2 separate regions of the Zea mays genome follow, and region 1 is linked to region 2. The links are chromatin contacts, called in public Hi-C maps. All regions are on one chromosome and are shown on one strand. The core of a region is the stretch at or near the end of the contact, and the rest is flanking DNA. Distances in the headings are between cores, read along the strand shown.

Region 1 (6,329 bases), core at 2,260-4,759, 190 kb before region 2:
ACCATATACAACCTTCCTCCATGGTTGATGCAGAAACGGAAGTACATTTTGCTAACCATCCTTATTTCTGGACCTACACAACCTGGAGTTGACATGGATGTATTTTTGGAGCCCTTAATGGAGGATATGAAAATATTGTGGGAAACAGGTGTTCAAATGTTGGATGAGTATCGTAAAGGTTCATTCACGCTGAGAGCAATTCTTTTTGTTACGATCAACGATTACCCTGCTCTCTTCACATTATCAGGCCAGTTTAAGGGAAAGGTTGGTTGCACAGTATGCATTGATGGAACTGCTTACGTATCCCTTGCTGCATCTAGGAAGATAGTTTACATGAGGCACAGACGCTTTTTATTGGAAGGACACAGGTACCGCATGCGAAAGATGGATAAGTACTTCGACAATAATGGTGAACTACATTCTACTGCTCCATCGGGTAACAATAGAGGTCATAGAGTTTTTGAAATAGTCAGGAATATCAAGTTTGTTTTCGGGAAGAAGACAAAAGACGGAAAAACAAGGAAGGATGTCAAACCAGCTTCGGGGGCTATATTCAAGAAGAAGTCTATTTTCTTCGAGTACTTGCCTTACTGGAAAGAGTTAGATGTGCGGCATGCGATCGATGGTATGCACGTTCAGAAGAACGTGTTTGAAAGCATAATGGGCACCTTGCTAGACATAAAGGGCAAAACAAAAGAAGGGCTCAATTCACGCATGGACTTGGTAGATTTAGGCATAAAAAAGGAACTACATCCCGTTCTTCAAGAAAATGGGAAGTACCATCTCCCAGCAGCAAGCTACAATCTCAATGTAGATGAGAAACATGCGACGTGCAACTTGTAACGATGTTTGCATTGTAAGTGTCGCTCATACTTCCACATATGTGTGTTATTATTAGTGAGCTGTATAAAATTTCAATATCTGACATGCACGTGTGACTTGCAGAATGCAACATGATCAGCAGGAGATTCTTTACGGTACCAAGCCCAATGCTAGTGCCAGTAAAAGGGTTGGGTATCTCAACCCAATACTTATATCCGAGGAAAGCCACACTTTTAGAATCGGGAAAGACAACGATGAAATACGGGGAAAGACGGACGAAGAAGTTGAGAAGCGTATAAAGGATATGAAGAAGGATTTTGAAGCTCGATACGCCACCTACATAGGACATGCAATGCTTCAATTTCAAGACAGGGAAACCATAATGGCCCCGTACAACTTTAAGTAAGTGTGATTTTGCATAAATAAAATTAATAATTTCAATACACATGCATCACAAATTTGATTCGTACAGGGACCACTGGATATGCTTCCTCATTTATCCTAAGGTTGGAAAGGTGCTGGTGCTCGACTCCTTGAACTTCGACCCTTCGACATATGCAACATTCCTCAGCATCTTAGAGCTGTAAGCCTTTTCTATGCATGCATACTTTTATCGATTAAAATTTGAGAATAACATGGTGATTCTATTTGAGATCACAGTGCTTATAGATTCTATAAGATGAGAGGTGGAAAGTACGACCTGTCGAAAAAACTCGTGCCACTAGACATCCATCATCACTGGCCGGTAAGTATGTGATTTTATGAATACATATCATACACAATGTTGCAACTAAATAACCAATCTCCCGTTATGTAGTGCCACAAGCAACCACAAGGATCGGTCCTATGTGGATTCTATGCGTGCGAGTTCATGAGAGTGAACGGACGATACATCACGAACCCTGACAAGGTATTATTAGTAATAGTTAAGTATGTATTTATGTCATTAAAGATGCAAATGTGTTATTATTGAGTATAAATAGATGATGTTTATAAAATTCCTTTACAGCAATTTCAACGAGGAAACCCGGAGAACTTGACCGAAGCTGCATTGTATGGCATAGTCGAGGACCTCTGCACATTCATATTGAAAGAGGTCATTCCCGCAGAAGGAAAATATCACGATGCTTCCGGAACATTAGCTTTGCCAGAGTTTAGAATACTAACAGAAATTAGTAGATTATCTCTTAGCCGAGATAGTTATTAGAGCTTAGGTGAAAACTTATGATGTATAGAATGCATGAAGGATATATGGTTGTAAACAGAATACTTTGATGTATATAAATGTATGATAGAATTTAATTTCATGTTGCTTTCAATATCAATATAGATCTATATATATATATGTTTGTGTGTGTGTAAATAAATATATATATAATTCAGTATTGTTTGAAATTTTGAAAAAAGGCGGGAAAACTTCCACTGGCGGCTGAATAAAGAAAACCGCCAGTGAAAAGTGCATTTCCACTGGCGGTTTGCTTTATAAAACCGCCAGTGGAAATGCATTTTCACTGGCGGTTTTCTTTATTCAGCCGCCAGTGGAAATGCACTTTTCACTGGCGGTTCCTTAAGAAAACCGCCAGTGAAAATGCACTTTTCACTGGCGGTTCCAAAATAACCGTCAGTGGAAATGCTGATTTCCACTGACCCCTAGCACTGGCGGTACTGAAAAACGCCAGTGTAAATATGTTTAGAACCGCCACTATAGAGCTTCTGTGTACTAGTGTTAATCTCATACTGGACAATCCATAAATGGCCTAGGTCCTTTAATGATTATATTTAACATAATATATTCTAAAAATCCTAGAAGTAATTACATTAGAGCAGCCCCAACCCTCCATGTCATCTAGTTTTTATATCATTAGTTTAGCTGCCACATAAACAATTTGGTGACATGACAAGGAAATTAATGAAAAAGAGGAGGAAACATATTCCCGCATGAGAAATTAGGTCTACACGCGCAACGAAGACCCACTATTTTGGCATTGGGGACGAGCACCCCGTTTCCATCTGTGGAGCCCACACGCCACACTCTTTCATAGGTCGCAGCTCACTGGTGGCACCGTCGCGTCCACATTTATTACGGTAGCACAACAAAAAATTAATGTTGGAACTTATAGTTTATATAAGTAATTTCTTAGTGAGGTGGCAGCTATAGAAATCACTTGGTAATTTTTAGGTTGTGACTGCCCTTAAGAACGAATGGAGTACTAGAATTTGAGAGTAACCAATGCAATCAAATTAATTGAGTGCAACAAACTACAATGAAACATTGTCTCACATTTAAATTTCATTAAAAACATATCTCAATGAGTTGTTTTCCATAAAATTTTAACAAATAACTTTATGAGTTTGAAAATTATTTGGATTTAATAAAATCCTTCTACATAAAGGAGTAACCAAAGTCCAAAGGACGATGAAACGAAAACCCCATTCGGCCATTGGAAGCTAGGGCTGTCGGTCTATTCCAGCCTCCACCAATTCCGAAGGGCACAATGGTAATTGAACCAAGGGCTTCCTCAAGTTTAGTGTTGGAACGGAGAAAAAAATCTGTAGAGATCAGTGGCCCAGAGGCCGGGACTGGGAACAGGTGGCGCTCCCGCAATCCCGCAGCGCCTACCAAACTACTGGGCCACAAATAATAGGGTCCCTACAAACCGCACGTCGACCGGCCCACGGAGCATCACCACCGCGGCAGCTAATCTCGGCCCCAAGATTCAGAATCACCGAGGCGCGGCGAGGCGACGGCGGTTGGCGACATGATGGCCTCGGTGCCCAGCCGTGTTGCGCTCTCCGCGGCGAGCCGCCTCCCGAATCTCCACGCCGTGGCAGGTTGTTCGTCTCCCTCGCTCCCGGTTCTGGCTCCCGTTTGCCAATTTGTTGGAATTTGGATGCGATTTTGTGAGTACGTAGTTACTAGTACTCTTTAGTACCTTTCAGTGGATAAGGTCGATGGGGCAAGTAGGATGCGTGCTGTCCACGGTGTTTCTGTGGAGGTAGAATTGTGGGGGATCCCACGGAGTATGAGAGCAGACAAGTACTCTTCCGCTTTTGCAATGGTTTTACGGTTACTGCCACCGCACATCTCATCTTGGAGTTGATTTTATTTGAGATTATGTTTGGTTGCTTGTATGTGAGAGTCACAATCTGCATAGGTGTATACAAAATAAGCTATTTTGATGTTATTAATCTGCATCTACATATACGCTCAAAATTATCGTATGTAGCTAGACAAGGCGGTGCCATCCAATCAAACTGATTGTGAACAGAGAATCCTTCTGTTTCCTGCTATGAAATGGCCGCCTTGTGTTGGCTAGAGGGCGAGGACCTGATGTGTGGTGAAATTGTTGCGTCTGTTCTAGTTAGTTGCAAGAACTAGTGTGCATGGTGAAGGTTAGGTGGTTCACTTCATTGGCATTTTCAATCAGCTATCTGTTAGTTTCTTGTTTTATTGCTTCAGTATGCCTTATTCATGGACTGTGTTTTGCACTACAGCTCTTCCCATTCTTTTAGTCCAGATAAATACATATTAACAACCGATTCCAACTACTCGTCTGCAACGGTAGTACACTAGCAATTGGGATATTGCCCAGTTGGTCCATTTACAGGAAAATAAATAGTCTGCAACGAAAGCTGAAATTTAAGACACACTTTATACTACTATTAAAGTAATATATGTGTTGCAGCTGCCTGCCATTCTCCACGGATGCATTATTCCTTGCTGGCCGTTACTAGTTGCTGATTATTCTTGATGTTCTTGAAAATCCCAAATGACTAAGATGATGATTGAATCCACCATATCATACCCTGACTTGAAATGCTTAGGAAATCTTGCTCTATCACCAACTAATCCTCAACCTTATAGTCCTGTTCAGCATGATCATGAGGCTATTACTCCACTTTTTTTCATATTGTTTTCAGCCTGGAGGCACAAATGTGCTATCTAGAACTGTGCTAACTATACGGTGACTTCAAATTTACATGGAAATACTGTTTGTCATGTCATAGGTCCATGATTACTCTTGCAGACTTGCTGGTATAACCTTTCGTGTCGATTTTCTTCATATTGTGCAGGAGATAGATCTTTCATTTACAAGAGAAGATGTCCAAGTCTTTCAATTCCTATGGCTCTGTCAGCAGCTGCGCCAGGCAAAGGTGGCGGTGTGCTTGATCGGCCAGTAGAGAAAATTACTCCTGGTCGTCAGTCCGAATTTGATGTGAAGTAAGTGTTATACACTATCACCTCTGTTTCAATTCCTAGTAAGTGTAACCTCCAGAACTGCGGGGATATGAGTTTTGTGTTTTCTGAATTACGGTCTTAGTTTGAAACAGCTGATCAATCACAAATACACCATTAAGTGGTTTCAAACAGATACAGAAGTTGTCAACTACTCTGCATTCGTTTCACTGTTGTTACTGGAAGAACACTTAAAATTTATTCGTGCACAAAAAGAATAACTGAAATATTCCATAGACACTGAAGGATCAGGAGTACTTCCAACTGAACTTGATGGCTGCACATCTATTTTCTTATTGCCATGTGCAAGTTCCTTCGCTTTTCCAGAATCTTGTTTTTTTATGTTCCCGTTGTCAACTGGGCCGCATCATAGAATCAACTGCAATGCTATTTTTTTTATTCTGTTTTGCTATGGAGGGGGAAATTTCTGGGACAGCTAGTACCTAACTACCTATTGCCACAATTGGTAGGTATATGGTTGCTTTTAGTTTAGAGTGTTCTTACGCTTAGCTGTGTAGTTTTAATGTTGTGTGTCAGCAGGTGGCCTTCTCATTTAAATTTTACTATGTAAAAGAGGCTTTAAGCTTCACTTCCAGAGTTACATTACATATTGCATTCCTCCATGTGTGAGCATCAGTGAATAAATTGGCTAGTGTTGGAGTATGCCTAGTTCATTTCAATGCTAGGATTAATGAATGGTGCAGCATTACAGCCAGTTCTTAATGATCGAACTAGGATGTTTACTGCTGTTAGATTTCTTTTTCTCCTATAAACTCTGTAGTTCATGGTGGTTTACCAGGAATATCAGCTCATAGAACTCTAGAAATATTTATTTTAGTAGGCCTTTAGTTACTTTGAAACCACAATAACATGTCTTGAACATGGCAAATTGTGTCATATAATCGTTGGAGTTGGACCCTTTAGTCCTCTCTCAAGTGCTTATACCTGTGGGATGTAGCTCGTTCGATCATTATGTTTATGAGTTTATTTCAATGACACTTGACAACATTGCAATTACTATTATTGTGTATGGTCTATTTGTCCGATTGATGCTTTAGTAAGAAAAGCGATCCTACATACCCAGCTATGTTATTGACAGCTTATCTCGTTCAGTTTCCAGGCTGTCTAAATGGTTGTGGTAGTATTTGGCTTGATTGTATACTTGGAAACCATGTTATGACCAATCCCTTCACCCTTCTGCTCTTCAGGAAATCCCGCAAAATGACGCCTCCATTCCGCGTCATCCTGCACAATGACAACCACAACAGGC
Region 2 (6,380 bases), core at 3,650-6,149:
ATAGATAGCTTAAATTATTTCTCTTATAGATGTCGGTTTGAATAAATTCTTGGATAGATTACATCGTCATGACTGTTGGGAATTGTTAAAAATATCCTTATTGCATGACAACAGTTCAAGTCCACCAAATCTCTTAACATTACAGCAGGACACATACCATTCTCTGTTGTTAGTGATATCAGCTTGAAGAGAGAGAGGTAATATGCATGGTATCATTATATTATAAACATATATGAAGCAGATAAATATGTCATTAATTATCTTGATTAGTTAGTCTGAAGAGTGCTTAATTCGACCTTTAAAAACAATAATTTCAACAAAATAATATCGGCATCCCATAAATCATACCAAACAAGAAGGTTATGTTAATTTCTTAAATCAAATATTTTGGACTGCATAAGGAAAAATTATATTTGAATCAATTGTTTATGTTCAAGTATGTACACAACAACTTCTTCTCAGAATAACTCTGAATTGTTTTCCGTTATTTTATATATTTATGTGGATCTCAGCTTCAAACTAATTCATAGCATGATCAGAATGAATATCATTTATTAGGAATCTGTATATATAGATACATGTTGTTGTTTGAATTGTTCAAAAAAAATGCCATGCTAGATGATGGAAACATGTTGTAAATCAATCAAAAAAGAGTATGCATATATACTATGCAGAAAAGAAATATGATAACACACAGTTAAGTACATGAAACAATCAATATTTTTATCCTCCAAGATTAATGAATAACAAGTATATAGATAACACCTTCCATAAATCAACATGCATGACAAGACATGATTGTACAAAAAAGTATCCTTTTGTACAATAGAAACAGGAAACAAGAGCATACACATATAAAACTAAGCCACATCAATCATACATTATATTATTATACCAGAGTTCTTCAAATTAATAATCTAGATTTGGCTTATGTGCTTCGGCTCTGGATGGCTTTGACTATTAAAACTGCTCATCAATAATAATATGCCAGAACCTCATCATTATATTCTAGCTGAGTTGTTCTTTTTTAATAATGCAAATATGTCTGCGGTTATTTGTCCTCGTCATTTTTAACTAGAGCGCTTTCAATAGTAGAGACTATATATGATCTGAGTGTAAAATAAATGAAGTGGGAGAGGTATATCTGAATTTTGGCTTCCCACCAGCGTACATATGCTTGAGCTTGCATATATGCATGCTTCTAGATAACATATGTGACGACAGAACAAATCAATGCTGTTCCAACATCAAATTTCAATGCAGACATGTATTGCCACAAAACCTTCTAGTAGAGTTTTTTTACATAGTCTAGTTGCAAAACTTAGCTTCGAGCTCGTGGTTTGATTGTTTTGGGCAATTTTAGTTTCAGTCTTTTACCCCTGCTAGCACAAATAATCAACTATTAGAAAACCTTTAAAGAAATGTAGATGCTTGTGTATTAGTATCATCACATACTTTTAGTTCACTCAACAGGTGGTACAAATAATCAAGTAATTCTTGTCTAGGTGTATACTGATGGACTAAAATTGGCAGTGCAGTATATATAAGCTTGGGCAAGCATGTATACCGTACCCCACGTGTGTTCTCCTTCATATGCAAGTTCCTACATGCCGTACGTTCAATGATTGACCGCACAACTTCTTCTTTACTTGCTGTCAATCAAACAGTACTATTTCCCTCTCCCATCTATTCTTTTGCATCTGGCATACCAATTGACTAGTCCGAATTCTGAATCGCCATGCTTAATTTCTCGCTCATAGACAGGTCAACTTAACATGATCATGGTTCGGAGGATTACTACTTTTGTTTGCTGAAGGGTAGTGAATAATATGTTCCCATTATTCAGTTAGTTTCAGTTAGAAGTTGGCAATATTCTCTGTTAGCTATAAGCCTATAACGGAAATATTTGATCTTGATGAAGCCCAACTATATATAGTGCTATAGTTAATTGGAGTAAAGAATAACTACATTGATTATTTCTGGAAAACAATTTTTAGACTCATCTTTCTGAATGGGTGAAACAACAGAGTGAAGAGCATGTGATACTGATGTGCTGTGTATATCAGTGTAGACATGTCCTTGACTCCTGAGACATTTAAAATGTATGTGAAAAGGACAAAGCATGGCGTCCCATACACATATGAACACCGTGCAATATATATAGATTGATTATACTACATTCTGTTGTAACTTTGGCAGAATTTCATGCAATGTTCTGAAGAATATAATAATGTCATCCAAATAACAGGCATGCAACTGTAATTTGTACTTGCTAATAACGAGTTCTAAATTAGTGTTGAGGTGCATGCCTTTTTTGGGATAGAATTGACACAAAGGTATTTCTCCTGCCTGACCCCTTCCTGATGGGTTTGGTGTCGAGCTTTGAGGCATGCAGATATATGAGATGTGAAGAGAGGATCTCCAATCCATCAGATTAAGAAAAAAGAATAATCCTCTATATCAGACAACAGGAGATCACGAAAACATATATAAACCTAAGTTGTAGGTGAGATGTGCTACAGCAGATAGAGGATTTTTTGTATTCCCTTTATACGTGGCAGAATTTTGTTTTTCCTTTCTGGAGGGTTTGTCCTTCATCTTCGTCGTCCTTCTTGTTCCCGTCCGTCGTCCGCATCTCCCTGCTCATGGGATTTCGGTAGGTCCTGTCCGCCCGCCTGCTCTCACGATGCCTTCCATCTCCTGCTTGAGGTGGCAGCGTTTGCAGAGCGGCGCTGCAGCTAGCGACTCATGAGCTCCGGTGATGCAGTAGCGGCGTGCGGCAGCAGAGCGGTCGGTGCTCTCACGGCGACTAGAAGAGGAACAAAGAGGATTGAGAAAAAATGGTGGGAGGATCCCCTCTATTTGAGGGATTGAGTGGATGGAGGTTTGAGTCGTTGGGAACTTGGGATAAATATAGGAGAAATGGAACGGAGAAAGGGGATCTGCTGAAGTAGTTTTTTTTTTCTTCACCTCATTCTCCTATACTCTACTGTTTTTAGAGCGAGAGGATAATTAATCTGGTGGTGGAGAAGCTCCATATAACTCAAATGTGGTGACACGTCGATCACCATTGACCATATGTAAATTGTTGGTTTTCTTATTTGTATACCACTTAAACTCTTCGACGATGCATTATTTAGTTCGGTTTTTTAAGGTGGTGTCTTTAGTTTTGCTGGTGTCCTCATTTCTATTCATTTCTATTCTTAGTCGTGTTTTTTTCTCAGTTTACCATTCTAGTGTTATATAACAGAATGACAAAACTGAGAAAAAATATAACTAAAGTTAAAAATGAGGAAGGTGGCAAAACTAAGGGAATGAATTTAAATTTATGATATAAGGAACTGGAATAAATGAAGTGTACATATTCTCACGTACTCCAAACCGTGTAACTCAAAAGGCCTGAAAAACAATAATACCATTTGTTCCAGATAATTCAAGTATAATCCCATTCTGATTCTTATGCAAATCTGTCAAATATTTGAGATTAATTAAGCAAATTATCAATATCGTCCATGTGTTACTATTGGTTAGTATTAATTTGCCACTGGTATCTATCTTTCCTGAAGAATATGTAATTTAATTTCTAGCATCACTAGCCAGGTTCCATAGCTATTTTTTTATTTCATCTGTGCTAGTTGGTTGAAATCCCGTGTTCAAATAATATTGTGTTTAAAGGATCATAGATATGTCCATGGAGTTTTCTACAAAGCTCAGAACTCGCAACAACTTCATATAAATAATGTTTATACGTCATCAGTGCACTGAAAGTAACAGATACCATTAGCACGATTATGTATATGTGAACAATTGACGAACATGTCATAGTGAATCATAATAAGGTTAATTGCCATTAACCAATGCAAAAGTCGATAACACAAACCCGGGCTAATGGGCCTTTGGATCTTGATTGATGAGATAAAGAACCAGTTGAGATTTATATGTACTAGATAGATATGCAGTAGTAATGGATCATCATGGCAGCAGATCAGCATAATCTCAGGACGTAATGGAAAATCCTCTCACGCGCGTTTAGAGAGCTCAAGACCTATCACGCGTCTGCATACCATACAAGAAATCACCTGGCGTTGTTTCTCCTTCGTCGTTGCTGCATCGCATCATCTCCTCGAGCTGCAGGCAATACTGGTAGTAGTACTCGTGCCCGTCCGGCTGCTGCGGCGTCGTCGTCGTCGTCGTTGCCACCGCTGCTGTGGGCGCTCCCGACATGATCCAGCCCAGCTCGCCGCAGCCGCCGTGTCCTTCCAGAAGCGCTGCCGGTGGCCCGTCGTCAGGGCCGCCTCTGCTTCTCCCGTTCCCCGTCGCCTCCTCGGCGGCCTCTCTCGAGTCCGTCAAGCAGCAGCAAGTGCTCGAGGAGCTGCCCTCGCCTCTGCCCCTCACCACCGTCGGTCGTCGGCCTCCTGAGGCTGCTACGGCCGCGGGGTCGTCGGCGGCGGCGGCGGCGTCGACGAGGCGGTCGATGGCCGGCTTGGACTGGGTGAGGAGCCAGTTCACCGTCTTGCTGGCCTTGTCGAAGCCGAGGCGGTCCTGCAGCGCGAAGAACTCGCGCGCGACCCCGACCGACAGCCGCATCCGGCGGTCGCGCACGCCCTGCGCCGTGCGGATCTTGCTGTGGCGGTCCGTCCGGAACGGCCGCCTTCGCGGTGCGGCGTGGCCGCCGCCGTCGTCCACCACCGGTGATGACCCGTCGTTCCTCAGCAGCCCCGTCGTCGTCGTCGTCTCAGGCGGCGGGTGGTGGAACACCGCCTCCAGGGTGTCCTGGTGGCGGTGGAACGACGACATGTCTGCGGGGAAGATCTGCCCGCCGTACCCGTCCCAAGACGACGACATCGCGGCGGTCGAGGGCATAAGGAAACAAAAGCAGCTGCAGTAGGGTTCGGTAAGTGACTGACTGCTCTTGCTGGTAGGTAGACGCCGATGGTGATGAGGCCCGCTGTTAGGGTAATGACCGAGCTGAGGCAGCAGTGGCTGGCGATCTATGACTGCCATATACGTATAAATAAATAATAATAAAGCGCTCTGCTTTTGTACGTTAGTGCACTGAAGCATCATGGTGCCACAATGGATCGATCGGAGATAGCAGTAGGTCGGGTAAGAAAGCAGGAGGGCCCACACAGGGTAATACGTGTCGTTCTAGGGCCTCGAGACAATGCGGATGTCTAGTCTAGATATATCTGCAAGATCCGATATCTATTTGCTGTCAATATGGATATCCGTATGCTTGTTTTGATTGTATAGATAATGTTCGCAATTATTTTTTCTTTAAAAAAGACTGCTACTATATATCTATCTAATTTCACATCGATAAAAATATGAAATGCCCTACATTACCATCATCCCCAGGTTTTGAAGCCATCCAAATCTTATAATCATGACTAATTAGCTATATAAGGGCCAGTTTGGGAACCCTATTTTCCAAAAGTTTTTCATTTTCCCAAGGGAAATTAGTTCATTTTTCCTTGGAAAATTGGAAATTCCATTGAAAAATGGGGTTGCCAAACTAGCCCTAAAGAAAAAACAATAATTTTAATTTAACAGATAACATGCATGTATAATTACCTAACGATAGTCCATCTCTAAAATGTAACTTTGTATTGTTAACAATATATAGATATTGATTTTAATTAATTTTAATATGGATAACTATTTGTTGTGGTTTTCGGAACCCGTGGACAATAAGATTTGTGTTCGGCAGGGGTGTTTGCGCGGTACTCACTCCGAATGATGAGCTACGGGTGGAGCTCGAGGGTGGATCTGAGGCGAGTTGATTATACTGGTTCAGACCGGAGCCCTAGTCCAGTACAATGTTGACAGTAGTACGTATTGCTTAGAGCGTGTTACAGTCGGGTGCTTGTGTAAAGCTGGGAGGATATGGGATGATCTTTGGATGAGGGTTGTCTTGCCCTTTTATAGTCCAAAGGTAGATGTTACAATGCGGACTAGTATTCTACTGATGTCACACCCAGATTTAAGGGGCAAATCCGGGTGTGTCTCATATGTGCGCCAAAGAAGATCAACGCATACAATGACTCAGTGTATAGAGACGAATGTCACAAACTTTATTACATAACAAAAATACCTTACCAAATAACTTATAACAAATAAATCGAACTAATATTATTATTATCCATTGGTGTCATCAAGCTGACTGGGAGACAACACTTAGACCTCGTCGTAGTAGTCCTCCTTCGGGGCACTTGCTCTTCACCTATGGGGGTGTTTATTGCAAGGGTGAGCTCACGGATGTTCATCGCTCAACAAGTGTAGGGAAAAATGTGTATGAGCTCACTTACAGTGGAGGCTCATGTATAATGTAAGACTGATCAACAAATAATGGTTAAGGCTGAGCATTGCTTTTAATAAGT

The links. Hi-C and Micro-C count contacts between places; a contact is called where the count stands out from the background.
Region 1: a contact with region 2 is called in a Hi-C map of ear, with 5 times the contacts expected there. The contact joins the promoter of LOC100281931 here to the promoter of LOC100286105 in region 2. A contact is called at or near these places in 4 of 25 Hi-C or Micro-C datasets (ear, root tip, tassel and 1 more).

Annotation. Positions count from the first base shown.
Region 1 is chr4:85,711,026-85,717,354 of Zm-B73-REFERENCE-NAM-5.0, reverse strand. LOC100281931 (ATP-dependent Clp protease adaptor protein ClpS containing protein) reads left to right here and starts at 3,509. Exons shown (of 3, transcript NM_001154850.1): 1 at 3,509-3,654; 2 at 4,897-5,044; 3 at 6,268-6,329. The coding sequence starts at 3,582.
Region 2 is chr4:85,519,337-85,525,716 of Zm-B73-REFERENCE-NAM-5.0, reverse strand. It overlaps LOC100286105 (teosinte branched1 protein), which reads right to left and starts at 4,899. Exons shown (of 1, transcript NM_001158993.2): 1 at 3,890-4,899. The coding sequence starts at 4,863. The coding sequence ends at 4,039.